Linked DNA regions of Mus musculus: regions 2, 3, 4 and 5 are each linked to region 1. The links are chromatin contacts, called in public ChIA-PET, Hi-C, HiChIP or PLAC-seq and promoter capture Hi-C maps. All regions are on one chromosome and are shown on one strand. The core of a region is the stretch at or near the end of the contact, and the rest is flanking DNA. Distances in the headings are between cores, read along the strand shown.

Region 1 (2,700 bases), core at 6-2,505:
GCACGGGGTCCAGGGCTGCGGTGGGAGTTTATCAGGATTAGTGGCCTATTTTCTTTCATAATCTTATTCCAGGACCCATCACCAAAAACTCCTTCAGGCCCTGGTCCTCCCTTATCCCTGCATCCCACCTCTGGATTAAAGGCAGAAAATAGAAAGAGCTACCAGTATGCTTTGGAAAAATTATGATCTTGGGCTTTAGAGATGGCTCAGCAGATAATGGCACTTGCTGTCAAGCCCAGCATGAGTTTGATCCCTGATCCCACATGGTGGAAGGAGAGAACCGACTCCCACAAATTGTGTTTTCTGACCTCTGTACATGCACTGACACACACACACACACACACATACATACACCACGAAATTAAGTAAAATAGAATAAAAATTGTGATTTTTGAAATAATTTTGGAACGAAAACTACAATATAACCTCTCTTTAGGAAAGCCTCTGGGTCTTTTGGACACTGGCTCTTGAGATGTGGACAGTCCTAACCTTGTAGGTTGTGGACTACTTGGTTGAGGGCCTGTTGAACTGTGAGTTTCTGGGTTAGCTTTGAGGGACTGACCGGAAGCCCAGTTTCTGCTATATACATGTAGGTCATAATAATTAACAAATATTCATTAAAGCTCATTGACATTTTTTTTTTATTCCTTTGTAGGTAAAACGAAATGTTGATTCCAGCATTTCGAGCTAAGCCACTAAGTCACTCTCCCTAACTTTGTCACTGGTAAGCTTCCTTCTCTGCCCTACTGTACTGCACAGCAGTGAGAAGAGGAGAGTAGAGGGGTGTGTGTGTGTGGGGGGGGGCAACTTGGGTGAGCACAACAAAATCTCAACTGCAAAGCAAGGTTTTGTTGTTGTTTTGTTTGGGATTTTTGTTGTAAAAAAGGAAAGAAAGTTCTACTCTGAACTGAAATCGTCTGTTTTTCTTTCGAAATGTTCAAAGCAAACTAGATTAAGGTAAAAGCCGGCTGCAGGCCGCTCGGATGGCCAGCAGCTATAACTCAGATTCTCCTAGTTCCATAGCTTACAGTCGCTTGCCCTTCAGCTGCGCACTGGCTCAGCTGGACCCAGACAGTCTGAAGGCTTTCAGGGTCCAGGGTCAGGCTGGAGGGCTACACAACCCCAGCTCCTGTCATTTCCCTGGCCTGCCTCCTTCCTTCCTTCTTTCTTGGCAGAACCCACATCCTGTTGCTCTCAGCAAAGCCGGAGAAAAAGGCCAGCGGTAGGCAAGTTATTGTGCCTCAAATGAAGACAAATGAGTCCCCATTCTGTGGTGCTCCTGGCATCCTGTTGGAGGAAGCAACGCACAATGCTTGGAGGGAGGGGGCTTCGCTCACCCCTCCCCTTTCCGGTGCCTCCCCCAAAGCTTCCACTTCCTGAGGGATCCCTGGCTTTAGGTCTGTGGCTCCCCATGCCCAGGCAGCTTGCTAGCCAGATCTCAGGAAGTGCAGCTCAAAGAGCCCTGGCCCCAGACCCACGACCCTAGAAAAGGATAGAGTCTGGGCTGCTCCCTCTCCTTGCCAAGATGGCCATGCCCAATCCTTCCTTGAAGGGCTCTAAAATGCATCTTCAGTGTGCCAACAACTACATTAATGGCACCAGAACTCACCCATGCATCAAAATTCTCCAGGGTGCTTTGACAAGCTGGTACCCTTAATATACCACACTCTTAGAACAGACATTTCTTTACCAGAAATGTTCTGTGATGATTCCAGGCCTGTGAAATATAAGCTGGCTGTCTCTCTTTCCACATTCAGTGCTTTTCTGTCCCTGCTTAATACACTGGTGGATGAGAGATACATAGCCACATGGATATAAGCAGCACTAATAAGTGACTAGGAGCCAGATCCACCCCCTAAATATGTGTCCTTAGGCAGAATTTAGAGCCGCAAGGTGATTTACTTTATTCATCTGCAAAATGGGAACAGAAATAATAGTTCAGAATTGCGTGTTTGAGCTGATCGATTTGAATGGTATAATTGCTATCCTAGGGCATCGCAACTAGTCTTCCTTCACTGAACAGTTCAGTGAGCAGGTTCCTGTATTTGCTATTTAAATAAAACCAAACCAAACCAAAAACCAACCAAACAACCCCCCCTACACACACACACACACACACACACACACACACACACACACACACACACACACCAAAAACCTACTGGTGAGTTAGGAATTGATGGGGGCAGTGTCTTGCTTTCTCCAAGCTTTTGGGTTATCTGAAGATTCTGTGATAGACTCTTGTCACATGCTGTGGTCTCCCAAGAAACCAGACTCAAATGTTAAGCATGCAGGATGTTTGAGAGAGGAAAGGGAGAAGATGGAGGCAGGCCTGTGAGTGAGGAGGCAGCCCACAGTGAGATCTTCAAGTGATGTTGTTTATCCCACTTAGAACTCTGTGACCTCAGAGATCACAAAACAGTAGCTGAGGCAGTCACTGGTCACCGAGCACTCCAGAAAGGGGTTTGACCTTGGGTTCCATGAAGACTAGTCACTGACACCTGGAGTAGGCAAAAAGGCATTGAAAGGGAACTGAGGAATGCTGACAGAAACAACCAAAGTACTGGGAAGAGGCAGAGATTCACCAGAGGCCTGACACCGGGGTTACAGGTCATGCCTGTCTGTTTATGGGTGCTGAAGATCTGAACTCAGTCTGCATAGGTGTCCAGTGAATGCTCTTGAGCACTGAGCCGTCTCCCC
Region 2 (2,700 bases), core at 19-2,518, 140 kb before region 1:
ACCCGGGCAGAGCACGTATCATCTCCCAACAGGTTAGAAGCCAATTCAAGGTCTGTCATAAATCCCCTGACTGGTAATCACCTCAGGAGAAGAGACTAAAAAGAACTGGTAGAATGTTCTGGGTGGATAGAACAGTGCTTGTTTCCTGGCTGCCAGCCTGGGTCACCTGCCCAGTCATTGGAACTAGTGTCTAAGGGCACATTTTTCCAAGCATCTATGTGCTTAAGGTGAAATCACTTTTAATGAGCACTGCCCCATAGACTCACATATTTAATGTTTGGTTTCCAGTTGGTTTAGGAAAGATTAGGAGGTGTGGCCTTCTAGCAGCACCCCCCCCCCAAGTACTTATAGGTCAGATGTAAGCAGTCAGCTACTGCTCCAGTGGCATACCTTCCTGTCTGTTACTATGCTTCCTGCCATGATGATCATGGACTAACCCTCTAAAATTGTAAGCAAAACCCCCATTAAATGCTTTCCTTTATAACATGCCTTAGTCAGGGTGTTATCTCACAGCAATATAACACTAACTAATACAGAAGTGGCTTGATGCTGTGGCAGACCTGATAGTGCACTTTGTTGGAGAAATTTGGCAGATTTTGGGACTTTGGACTAGGGAGGCAATTGAGCACTTTAAATGTATCTTAATGGGTGATCCAGGGGATCATGGAAGATAGTAGTGCTGAGAGCAATGTGGAATGTGGAGGCCCAGTCAAGATCTTTCAGTGGGGCTTTGAGATTTCAAAAGCCCACACCAGACCCAGTATTGATCTCTTTCTGTCTGCAATCTGTGGATCCAATCGGAGCTCTCAGTTACTGCTCTAGCACCATGGCAGCCTGTTTGGTACCACACTCCCTACCATGATGATCCACACTGGAAAGGAATAATTAGTTGTTCTTATTGTTGAAGAAGTGTGTGAGGAATGTCTGTACATATCCTTTAACTCCCACAATACCCATCACACTATGCATTTACAGATGAGGAAGCCAAGGCACAGAGAAATTAGATGATGTCTCCATAGCCCTATAGCTAGTAGGTACAACAGCTCAATTCATACTTAAGAACTATAGCTTAAATATGATAGTTAGTCACCCAGGAGAAAGAAACTCTAGCAGAATGGTCTGTGAGCATTTTCTGAAGTGGAAATTTCCGGTTTCTTTAACAACTCAGCGTGTCACGTGATTTGGGGGGGGGCAGGGTGGAGAGCTGTCCTGTAAGAGGGCATGTGATGTTTTGCTGAAATCAGACACGTGAGAGGGTACGTGAGATTTAGAAAGACTATAAATGGAACCCCACAAACTGTGAGAGGACACTCTTGCATTGTTATATTGTGCAATGCTTCCTGGTCTTCGCTGGTTTTCACTGGTCTTTGTTAGTATTCACTTTGTAGAGAGGAACACACCAAAGAACTTCTCCAAACATCTCTGTGTCGTGTCTCAGGTGAAGCCACTGTGCTGATTTGAATGGGAGTTTCCCCATAGGTTTCTCTCTCTCTCTCTCTCTCTCTCTCTCTCTCTCTCTCTCTCTCTCTCTCTCTCTCCCCTCCTTTCCCCTCCCCCTGTCCTTGTCCCTCTCCCTCTACCTCTCTGCCTCCTCTCTGCTGAGTGCTTATGGGTATTCTGGCTGTTTTTTCTAACTCCTGCCAATTTAGTGGAGCCTTGCTGTTTCTACTGGATCATACAGCAGCTACTGATTTGTATTTGGTGTTTGCTATTGAACTAGATTGCTGATGTTCTGACAATGAAGAGAGTAATTACCTCACGGAACTACTTCTAAGCAGGCCCATACCACGCTTTTCCTATTAACCTTCTTTTCCTCCTACTTCTGGTTGGTGGGTTAGAAGGGAGGTTGAAGCATTTAAGAACCTTAAATAAAGTAAGTTTTGAAAAAAATATCTAAGTGTCCATCATGGAAATTAGGCATAAGTTCATACTTCATTTCTAATGTAGTAGAGGAATCAGCAGTTTGATGGTTTAGCAATGTTATTTAAGGAGGTAGGCAAAACATCAGCTATTGCTGCTGGGTGATTTCCTGCCTTGATTCCAGATGGGGCTTTCTGGTTTTGCTTCGTAGTTTTCATGTATATCATTTTGAAAAAGATTGGGAGGAAAGCTGAGAACTCAGAAGGGTTACTCAATTCTCTTGTGTTAGAAAGGTTTGCAAAGTTGGCAATGCACTTAGAGAGTTTGTGGCTAGAGGTTGAAGTGCTGAGAAAGCAGGAAGAGCCAGTGAGAGGAGAACAACAGGGTTCAGGCTTGGTGTCTGAGACTGAGACTCCAGCGTAAGAGAAAACAGGCATGCAAACTAGGCTGGAAGGCAAACTCTTGTCCCACTCTGCTCCACACAATTCCACTGCCAGGCACCCCAAGCACCCTTGTGAGGCAAGGGGCTTGGAAGAACAGGAGATAGTGCAGGGACAATAGGTGTTCAGCTAAGTGTACTGCCAGAGGATTTGCCTGGGGCTACACAGGCAACTGCAGCCTTCAGCTTCGTAAAGCATATGCCTGCTAGTGATGGTAATGCTTATAATGAGTTGACATTGTGTCCAATAGAAATGCTAGATCTAAAGCATTTTAAAATAGCTGTTGTATTGTATGGCTTGCATTCTCCATTCATTAATGAAATGTTAAGTAATTTGGCTATGTAGTATTGAGTTATTCCCCAAGGTTGGAAGAGATTGATGTCAGCCGTGCTAGAAGCTG
Region 3 (2,700 bases), core at 153-2,652, 190 kb before region 1:
CCGTCTCTAATGCCTAGAATTCTGTGGACTAGGTATTATCCATAACACTTCACAGAATAGGAGCATAGGCACACAGAGGTTAAGTACTTGGCCCGTGGTTAGAGGTCTGCTAAGACAGGCCTTGAAGTCAACTCTTGAAACCTGGTTTCAAAGGTCATCCTCTTAGACACTCACTCACTGAGAACTGAGTGGGGGCCATCTGTTAGGAGTTTCTTGTGAGGAGGGACACATAAACAGGAAGCAAGCCATGGGCTCTTCCTGTAGGCTTTCTCCACGCAGCCTTATGCTGCTAATCTCAGGAACTTGGACTTGCTAGATCCATAACAGAATTAATACTCTCTCTATCTCTTTCTCTCTCTCCCCCCTCTCTCTCTAGCTCATGTACAGAGGCAAGATTCTCTCTCTACTTATGAGGCCACAGAAGAGAAAGACACCTTTATTTACTTTTGACTGAAAACATTATCTGTCTACTGTAGACACACCTGTATCTTTGGTTAGTTGGATGTCAGTATCTGAGTTGTTCGATTTCTGTGTCCAACAGTTTGGGTAATGCATGAGGACATAGCCTTTGTTCGTCTCCTTTGCCACCCCCTGAGTGCCCAGCATAGCACTTGGCCACAACTGGTACTTAGACATTTCCAGTGAATATTTACTGAAAATGTGTTGAGTGACTTCTGGGTTTTGATTAATTATTTAGGAAGCAAATTGTGGGTTTATTTGCTTTGCTAGTAAGAGGACGTAGCTGAAGGAACTCTGAAGGTGAAAGAGACCTTTGTCTTAAGTCAGTGGTTTACAAAGTGCTTTTCTAAGTTTGCCTTCTGGATTCTAATTCAGCTACTGTCCCGCTCAAGCTTTCTGAGGTCATCACATCAGTGTTGGGAGACAGCAAGTTTGAGTCCCTATCCATTCTCATCCTTTACACCCTCTCGGATCGCCTGATCTCCTTCAGTCTGTGCCTAAACACTGTGAAGGAAGAAAGTTCATAAACTCATAGGGCACACTGTCCCCCTATCGGATGGGCAAGGACAGTACCACTGTCAACATGTCCTGAGCGCTTCTTGGGTACTAGGTTCGGTCCCTGTCGCCAAACATAATGACCAGACATTATTTTCTTTCTCCTCTCCTAGCTCTAAGACTCACGCCCTACTCTCCTGCCCTCCACTGCTCGCCCCGGGCTCTCCGGCCGCCACCGCCTGCCCCGCCCGCGCTTCGCCACCCCAGCCTCCCGCACCAGACGCCGGCTGCTCCTGCGCTCCCACGCCCGCGCACCTCGCTCTCCCAGCCCCGCGCTCCCACACCCGGCGCGGAGGAGGCGGGCGCCCGGGGCGAGGGCAGGGCGGCCACGTCAGCGGCGCCGGCTCGCTCCGCCCTCCGCGGGCCTCCCCATAGAAGGTAAAGCCTGGGCAGAGCCCGCGGGCGTCCTCAGGCTGGCAGCTCGGGCTGCTGGTTTCAGTTTCTGAAGAGCTAGGCCTTGAGCAAACACTGGCTGGCGGGAGGAGGGTGTTGGACGCCTTCCCAACAGATAATGTGATTCCCTGCCGCTGGGAGCCACCCACGGTGGGAAGGGGCAGCGCAGGGACCTGCGCAGGACAGCCACGGTCCTGGGCGGCTGGGGGAGCCTGAGCTCGGACCCTTCTTCCTCATCTGTAAGGCTGCCCCTCTCTCCGTGGACACTTAAAATGTTTGCTTTCTTTCTGAGAAAGAAACAGAGGGAGATCGCCAAGACCAACATGAACTCCAAACTCAGGGCATTCCTCACTCTACTCTGACCTTTTTGTAGATGCACTTTTTTTTTTCTTCTCAAAGGCCAGACCTATCCCTACCCAGCGGGTGACCTGTGTACATTTCCTAACTTCTCTGTCTCATTATCCTCACCCATAAAATGGGAGTAATGATACTTATCTTTAGATACGCTCCGAGGGTTAGATTAGCTATAGATTATACATATTAAGCACTTAGTGCCTTCAATCAGCAGTAATTAACATTATTATTAATTGTATTGTTATGGCGTATGACTAATCATGAGATAGATTCTTAGTGCTTCTGGGAGCATAAGTAAAAATATGCTCATTTAAAAAATTTTATTGAGGGAGGGAGTTTTATGAGGTGAATATAAAGAGTAGCACTGAGTCAGGATATAGTCGTGCATGTGTCTCATTTCATAAAGAAACTTGGAAAGCCGGCATTATGTCCACTGTACAGGTGAGGACTCTGAAGCTTCCAGAAGTCACTGGCTCATCTCAGACTCTGGGTCAGTATCTAATTTTTCTCTCTTTCTTTGAGACTTGTCCTTATATAGCCTAGAATAGTCTCTAACTCACCAAGTAGCTGGGGATAGCCTTGAACTCCTTAAAAAAAAAAAACAAAAAAACCAAATATTTCGTTTCCTCTTTCTCCCCCTCCTGCTCCTCCCCCACTTCGTGCGTGCGTGCTTGTGTGTGTGTGTGTTTGCCCAAGGAGTTCAAAAGACAGGAACTGGAATTAGAGGCTGTTAGGTGCTGCCCTATGCTGGTTGCTGGGAGGAGAGCATAGGTCCTCTGGGAGATCAGCAAGAGCTCTAATCTGCTGAGTCATCTCCCCAACTCCCAGACTTGAACTCGTGATCTTCCTGCCTCGTTAGCCTAAGTGTCACACACCTAGCTCTCTCTCCTCCAGTGACCACACCCCACCCCAGCAGGGTCACACCTGTTTGCCTCAGCA
Region 4 (2,700 bases), core at 130-2,629, 250 kb before region 1:
GGGAGGCAGCCCAGGAGCCGCCCACCTCTCCCACACACCACCCTCTTGGCCCAGACTTCTAGTTGCAGCATTTGGATGGATGGTAGAGTTACTCCCTGCCTTTGGCTTCTGCCGGGATCAGGAAGAGGGCTTTGTTCGTTCTCTCTCTCTCTCTCTCTCTCTCTCTCTCTCTCTCTCTCTCTCTCTCTCCCCCTCTCTCTCTCTCTCCCTCTGTCTCTCTCTGACTCTGTCTCTGTCTCTGTCTCTGTCTCTGTCTCTCTCTCTCTCTCTCTCTCTCTCTCCTTCTCTCCTTCTCTCCCTCTCTCCCTCTCTCTCCCTCTCTCTCTCCTGTCTCCTTTAGTGGCTGAGTGGCTGATGGATGCAACCAGAGCTGAAAATTTCCTCCGTGTCTCAGAGAACCTGGGTCCAGTGAGAATCAGGGCATTGAAAGGGGGAACTGAATGGCCAGGTCTGGTTTCTTTCTGCCGGAGGAAGAATTAGTCATCGGGCCACGGCTAGCTGCTGGCAACTGTCGATGTCACAGGGAGAGGAAATGCACTTGGGATGAGTGAGTGCAGTGTGGTCTCCACAAAAATCCTCTTTTTTAACCGAACAGAGGAAGCAGCCTACTGATTTCCCCTTTTCATGAATCGGCAGTTCCTGTCTGCTCAGAGGGCAGCAGTTGGGCGGCTCTGGACCAGATGTGGAGTGCAGAGTAGACTAAGGTGCTCTAGCACAGCGTTTCTTTTCCCTCACAATAGCCTTATTGTCACTGTGAGAATTCTTTCAAACTCTGTGCTGAATGCTCAATCCAAGGTTACAAGCGGTCTGCCTAAGGCCAAGGCCACAGCAGGGAAACCTCGCTCCTGGGCCCCTTGCTTCAATTTCCCCACTTCTTGTCTGTTCATTTCATCGGCACCCCTACACCTCCTTCCAGGATGTCAGAGGTTTCTCTGCGCATGAGCAGTAACTCCTCAGTGTGTGATCCTGTATACAGTACTCGTACGTATACAGTGCCGCAAGTGCACCCTGAACTGAATGTTATTCATGCCTTTTGGGATTGTTTGCATTTTCGAAAATGTCTCTGGGAAAATTGGAGAGTCCACATCAAGGACTGAACATCGATCCCAGCATCCTCCTAGTTCCCCGATGATAGGCTGTTTCTCCCCCTCCCCTCCCTTCCTCTATTCCTCATTTCTTTTAAATTTTGGCAAGGTTGCTCCTAAGTACTTTACAGTTCTTCATTGATTTCATTGTGATTTCCACTGTGTGACACAGGTACTGTCAGTATCCACACCATCCCACCTTCTAATAAACACCGGGCACAGAGTTGTCTGCCTAGGGACACACAGGATGGTGTCAGAAGAGTAAGAATGGCTATGTGAGCTGCAGGGCAATTCCAGGAAGTTAAAGGAGCTGCACTGAGCAGTCGAAAGGTGCTTTCGCATGTTTTGCTCCATTGGGCACTCAGATTCTCTGTGCGACACGGACCGTTTCACCTGTTGAAAGAGAATACAGAGTTTAGGGTTCCACACTAGGAAAGTGAGCAGAGCTTGAGAGCCAAGTTCACTGTGCCTCGCAAATTTCTAATGACTGAGGTGAGCACTGAGGAATTGGGGCTGACTGGCGCAAGGAAGAAGCTTTGAGGAGGAAACACTTTTTAAAGTATATTCTTTGACAGTTGAACAGTCTCGAACAGTCTCTCCCTGTCCCTCTCCCTGTCCCTCTCCCTCTCCCTGTCCCTGTCCCTGTCCCTGTCCCTCTCCCTGTCCCTCTCCCTCTCTCTCCTCCCCTCCTCTCCCCCTTCTCCCCCCTCTCTGCCTCCCCCTCTCTCCTCTTCCTTTTCCTCTCTTCTCCTCCCCCTCCCTTTCCCTCCCCCCTCCCAGCATGTGAGAGGATGTATGTCTGTGTGTTAGTCATAAAATTAGTTCTCAGAAACTTGAGGTTTTAATAAAACATGAAAAACATTTTTACTAGCACCCTCCCTTCCCTCTGGGATCTTAGGTGCTACACAGTATACGGAAATGTAATCCATATGTTTGATTATTCATCCTTCCATCATCAAAAATATTGTTGATTCTTTGAGAAACATTTGATTTTCTGGATGTCATTCTCTTTTAGAGTTTAGAGGAAGAGTCTTTTTTTCCCCTCTCAGCTACTAGTTTATTTTCGTTGACTGTCACTTTGTAACATTTGACTGGGGTGAACAAGTGGTCGCTAGACAACCCCACAGTTTCCTGTGGACTTTTAACCCAATGATAAAAGCAGACATGCATGTTTTTTAGTCTCAGTGCTTTCAAATGTGGCAAGGAGGGAAAGTAATATTTGTAGAATGCCTGCTTTGCAAAGGAATCACCTTTGTCCTCCATGAAGAGGCAGATAGAGAGCATGGTATGGGGGGTAACATCTAATTGGTATTCTTGTGAAGTCGAAGTCACCACTCCTCTTTTAAGGGCATCATAGATGCTGCAAGAGTCAAGTTTCCCACATACAAGACTAGGATTGTCTTTCCTCTAAGCTCAACCATTTTCACTGCCAGCTAAGTACATGCACAGCTCCAGGAAGAACTGAACAGTGCCCCCACCCTGCCCATCTTAGCTTCCCGAAGCTGAGGAAAAACTTCAAGAGAAGAGAGGGTTAAGTAGGTAGGGTTGTTTCTCAGATGGTGTTGTGTGCATTGCATTATGTGTTATTATTGGAAGTTTTAACAGTAGCACAGTA
Region 5 (2,700 bases), core at 165-2,664, 200 kb after region 1:
CCAAGGTCCTTTTATTGTTTAAAATGGCTGCTGGAGGCCCAGCCACAACACTATTTTTGCTACTGGTCATATGCTATTTAAGAGGACTCAAATAAAAACTCAAATACAGCAAAGACGAGAAACAGCTATCCACAAAGGCCAACACACTAGTTTATGTTTAGCAACGAGGAGACCTTTCAGGTTCCCACCCAAGCCATAGACTGTGAGGCAACAGGCGCGTTGCATTTCTGGGATACATTAAGGAAGAGCTGAGCCAATGTAGCATGTGTATTAAGCATCCAAACTTTTGCAAAACATATACATGTCTGGTACTTAATTTGTTCTTCATAGTGCTCCGGAAAGAAAGACAACCAGGTCTTAATATTATAATTCCCGTTGTATGCTTGGTCCACATGACTAAGTAACAGATCTGAGACTGTGCAGACAATTTTTTGAATAGCTGGAAATGCAATCATAGTGTAGATCTTAACAGTTAGGTTCTTAACTGTCCGGATGCTGAGACCCTTTATAATAGTTCCTCAGGTTGTTGTGACCCAACCATAAAATTATATTTTTTGTTACTTCACATATCTACTTTTGCTATTGTTATGAATCATAATGTAAATATCTGATATAGGTCACCAAAGAAGGTTGAACACTGCTTGTGTAGAGGAAAATAAATCCAAACCAAGACCTCCAGGAGAGTGCAGGACTAATCCTGTGGCCTCAGCCTCACCGAGTTCTTACCTGGATGACGGAGAGAGATCGATCACTCGTTTACTCTCAGGTCATGTGGATACTAGTCTTAACATAATAAACACACTAGGTCTGACTAAGGAAGTCTCTGTTATCGAGAAGGGTTGGTTTTCGCAACCTTGGAATAGTCCCCAGGAAAAGAAAAAAGAAAAAAAAGAAAAAAAAAAAGCCAAACCGGTTTTGGACTCTCAGTATCTAGCGATGAGGGTACCGAGAGTCCATGTAGCTTACTGGTATGTCAACTTCTCAAAGGCAGGGGTCATCTATCTTTTAGATTTACGGTGTCGTCTCTACCTCAAAGCCTCGACCACAGCATAAAGTGTGAGAGTTCCTGAAAAGCACCAGGTATAAAGGGTTCAAGGAATTGAAGCCCATAGCAATCCTGGTGCTCAGCCGAGGGCGATTTAACAGGAAATATCCACCACATACTGTAGGTTGGCTAGGTTAGCTGGCGCTCAGAGGGGATTGCTTAGATTGAGCCGTCTCTGTTGCCTGGGCATCTTTAAAATCCAGGCAGCGAAAGGATTTTGAAATGCAAACCCAAGACTTACAGTACAGTGGGGAGGAGCAGGGCTCACAAGTACTGGCCATTCACGGTGCCCGTTTCAAAGGACCAATCAGGTTGCTCCTTACAAGGGTTGCTGGAGGGGCTGGACTGAAGCGGGCGGAGTCACAGCTTGTTTGGACCGCCCTGCTGGGTGCGGTGCGGCTGTGCATGGTGGCCTGCTGGCCTGCTAGCTAGAATGTGATTTCATATTGGACAAGTAAGTGACCCTCCCAGGGGTTCTTGCAGGCACGCAGGCTCTTAGCCAGCTCCCCCCAAAAGCTTCTCTAGCCTGCTAAATGTTTCCCTCCTTCACCTTTGGGTCTCACAGCCAGGCCACTGGTTGGCCTTTCAGTTTCTTGTGTATTCTGGGTGAGGTGTCTTGCCCAAGGGAGAGGCCTTTACTGCATCCCAATGACTGCCCTACAGATGTCTGGGGCCTAAGGCCCTATCTCTCTGAGTAGTGTACAGTTAATTAAATAAAGTGTTTTTTCTTTCTCCCAGAAAAGAGAATTTTGCAATGCACCCCCGCCCCGCACCCCAATTTGGGGACAATTCTCTAAACATTTTAAGTCGTTGATTTCAAGTTTGGCAATGTAAAAGCGTTTCAAGGCTGGTGCTGTTTAAGGCTATAGAAGCTGAGCATCTGGAGATAGTGTTTGGTGCGTACTTCAGTTTAAATGGGATAATGCCATCTGTCTTGTTACAGGGCTGCAGGCCAGGAAGGGTATAGGGGGATCTTTCCATGTTTATGAACTTCATGACCATTTCAGGATGGAGACACACACTGTGGGGGAACTCCTCTGTCACTGGTCCATTCACTGGAGCACTGCTTACATTTTAGCTCGAATTTCTTCTCCTAGTTAAAGGGCAAACTGTGGCCAAGTTTGACTCTTTTTTGATCAAGTGTGTGTGTGTCAATTCAAAAGGTCCCATTGGATTGTGCTTTTAGGGAGCAAATCCATAAGGAAGAATTAAAGTCTGAGTTTGTGGCTGGATTTGTAGATTTGTCTTTTGTTTCATTTTCTTGTCCTTTTTAAAGGGTTTCCCGTCTTTACTGTGAGCTATGTGAGTCCTGATGTTTCTCTTTTCTGTTGCTAGCTGGGGGTGCTGCTAGTCTGTCTTCTGGAGTCTCCTTCTAATGCAGCTGTCATGCTTGGTCTTGACTTAAAGGCTTCTGCCCTGGCTGTATGAATAAGAGCCCCAGAGGACTGCTCCTGACTGATGGGGTCTGGGGTGGAAAATAGGGGATGAGGAGGGCCTATGGATGATTTTTTTTGAGGGGGGGGGGTGGCTTAGGATTAGGAAGTCAAAGTTTGCAAGTAAGGAGGAGGGAATAACCCAGTTGGTGGAGCACTGTGTTTCTGGGAAGGGTGCCAGGTTCTTATCCAGGCTCTCATGAATTTTGCTGGGCTTTGTCT

Evidence for each region. Promoter capture Hi-C pulls out the DNA fragments that hold promoters and counts their contacts. Hi-C and Micro-C count contacts between places; a contact is called where the count stands out from the background. ChIA-PET counts read pairs in DNA pulled down with a chosen protein or histone mark. HiChIP or PLAC-seq counts read pairs in DNA pulled down with a chosen protein or histone mark.
Region 2: an RNA polymerase II ChIA-PET map of memory CD8 T cells shows a contact between it and region 1, with 17 read pairs. The contact joins two enhancer-like sites. A contact is called at or near these places in 2 of 484 Hi-C or Micro-C datasets (bone marrow-derived macrophages and cerebral cortex) and 2 of 115 datasets of contacts at active chromatin or transcription factors (memory CD8 T cells and microglia).
Region 3: a contact with region 1 is called in a Hi-C map of the HPC-7 cell line, with 4 times the contacts expected there. The contact joins two enhancer-like sites. A contact is called at or near these places in 5 of 484 Hi-C or Micro-C datasets (the C10 cell line, the HPC-7 cell line, LSK cells and 2 more), 2 of 115 datasets of contacts at active chromatin or transcription factors (the HPC-7 cell line and memory CD8 T cells) and 2 of 9 other capture datasets (bone marrow-derived macrophages and liver).
Region 4: an H3K27ac HiChIP or PLAC-seq map of microglia shows a contact between it and region 1, with 7 times the contacts expected there. The contact joins two enhancer-like sites. A contact is called at or near these places in 1 of 15 datasets of contacts at CTCF or cohesin (the NIH/3T3 cell line), 4 of 484 Hi-C or Micro-C datasets (the HPC-7 cell line, bone marrow-derived macrophages, granulocyte-monocyte progenitors and 1 more) and 2 of 115 datasets of contacts at active chromatin or transcription factors (memory CD8 T cells and microglia).
Region 5: a contact with region 1 is called in a promoter capture Hi-C map of liver. The contact joins the promoter of Fggy here to the enhancer-like site in region 1. A contact is called at or near these places in 7 of 39 promoter capture datasets (the C10 cell line, the HPC-7 cell line, cranial neural crest and 3 more), 4 of 484 Hi-C or Micro-C datasets (the C10 cell line, Th2 cells, bone marrow-derived macrophages and 1 more) and 2 of 9 other capture datasets (adipose tissue and liver).

The regions. Positions count from the first base shown.
Region 1 is chr4:95,352,871-95,355,570 of GRCm38.p6, forward strand. No RefSeq gene overlaps it. Among named protein-coding and RNA genes, the nearest start is that of Gm12707, 130 kb to the right of the region's middle. Within about 2 kb of position 1,256, at least 109 of the 459 cell types and tissues checked have an H3K27ac peak or open chromatin away from gene starts, as enhancers often do. A contact at or near this core is called in the HPC-7 cell line, LSK cells, Th2 cells and 7 more, where this site is marked.
Region 2 is chr4:95,214,058-95,216,757 of GRCm38.p6, forward strand. No RefSeq gene overlaps it. Among named protein-coding and RNA genes, the nearest start is that of Gm32240, 7.5 kb to the left of the region's middle. Within about 2 kb of position 1,269, at least 76 of the 459 cell types and tissues checked have an H3K27ac peak or open chromatin away from gene starts, as enhancers often do. A contact at or near this core is called in bone marrow-derived macrophages, memory CD8 T cells and microglia, where this site is marked.
Region 3 is chr4:95,160,064-95,162,763 of GRCm38.p6, forward strand. It overlaps Junos (a long non-coding RNA gene), which reads left to right. Exons shown (of 5, transcript XR_867920.3): 4 at 1,128-1,392. Among named protein-coding and RNA genes, the nearest start is that of Gm12708, 32 kb to the right of the region's middle. Within about 2 kb of position 1,403, at least 294 of the 459 cell types and tissues checked have an H3K27ac peak or open chromatin away from gene starts, as enhancers often do. A contact at or near this core is called in the HPC-7 cell line, LSK cells, bone marrow-derived macrophages and 2 more, where this site is marked.
Region 4 is chr4:95,105,597-95,108,296 of GRCm38.p6, forward strand. The region is part of intron 1 of Junos (a long non-coding RNA gene); the gene reads left to right. Among named protein-coding and RNA genes, the nearest start is that of Junos, 55 kb to the left of the region's middle. Within about 2 kb of position 1,380, at least 285 of the 459 cell types and tissues checked have an H3K27ac peak or open chromatin away from gene starts, as enhancers often do. A contact at or near this core is called in the HPC-7 cell line, bone marrow-derived macrophages, granulocyte-monocyte progenitors and 2 more, where this site is marked.
Region 5 is chr4:95,556,093-95,558,792 of GRCm38.p6, forward strand. Fggy (FGGY carbohydrate kinase domain containing) reads left to right here and starts at 1,415. Exons shown (of 16, transcript NM_001113412.1): 1 at 1,415-1,499. It overlaps Gm40206 (a long non-coding RNA gene), which reads right to left and starts at 1,274. Exons shown (of 2, transcript XR_867942.1): 1 at 727-1,274.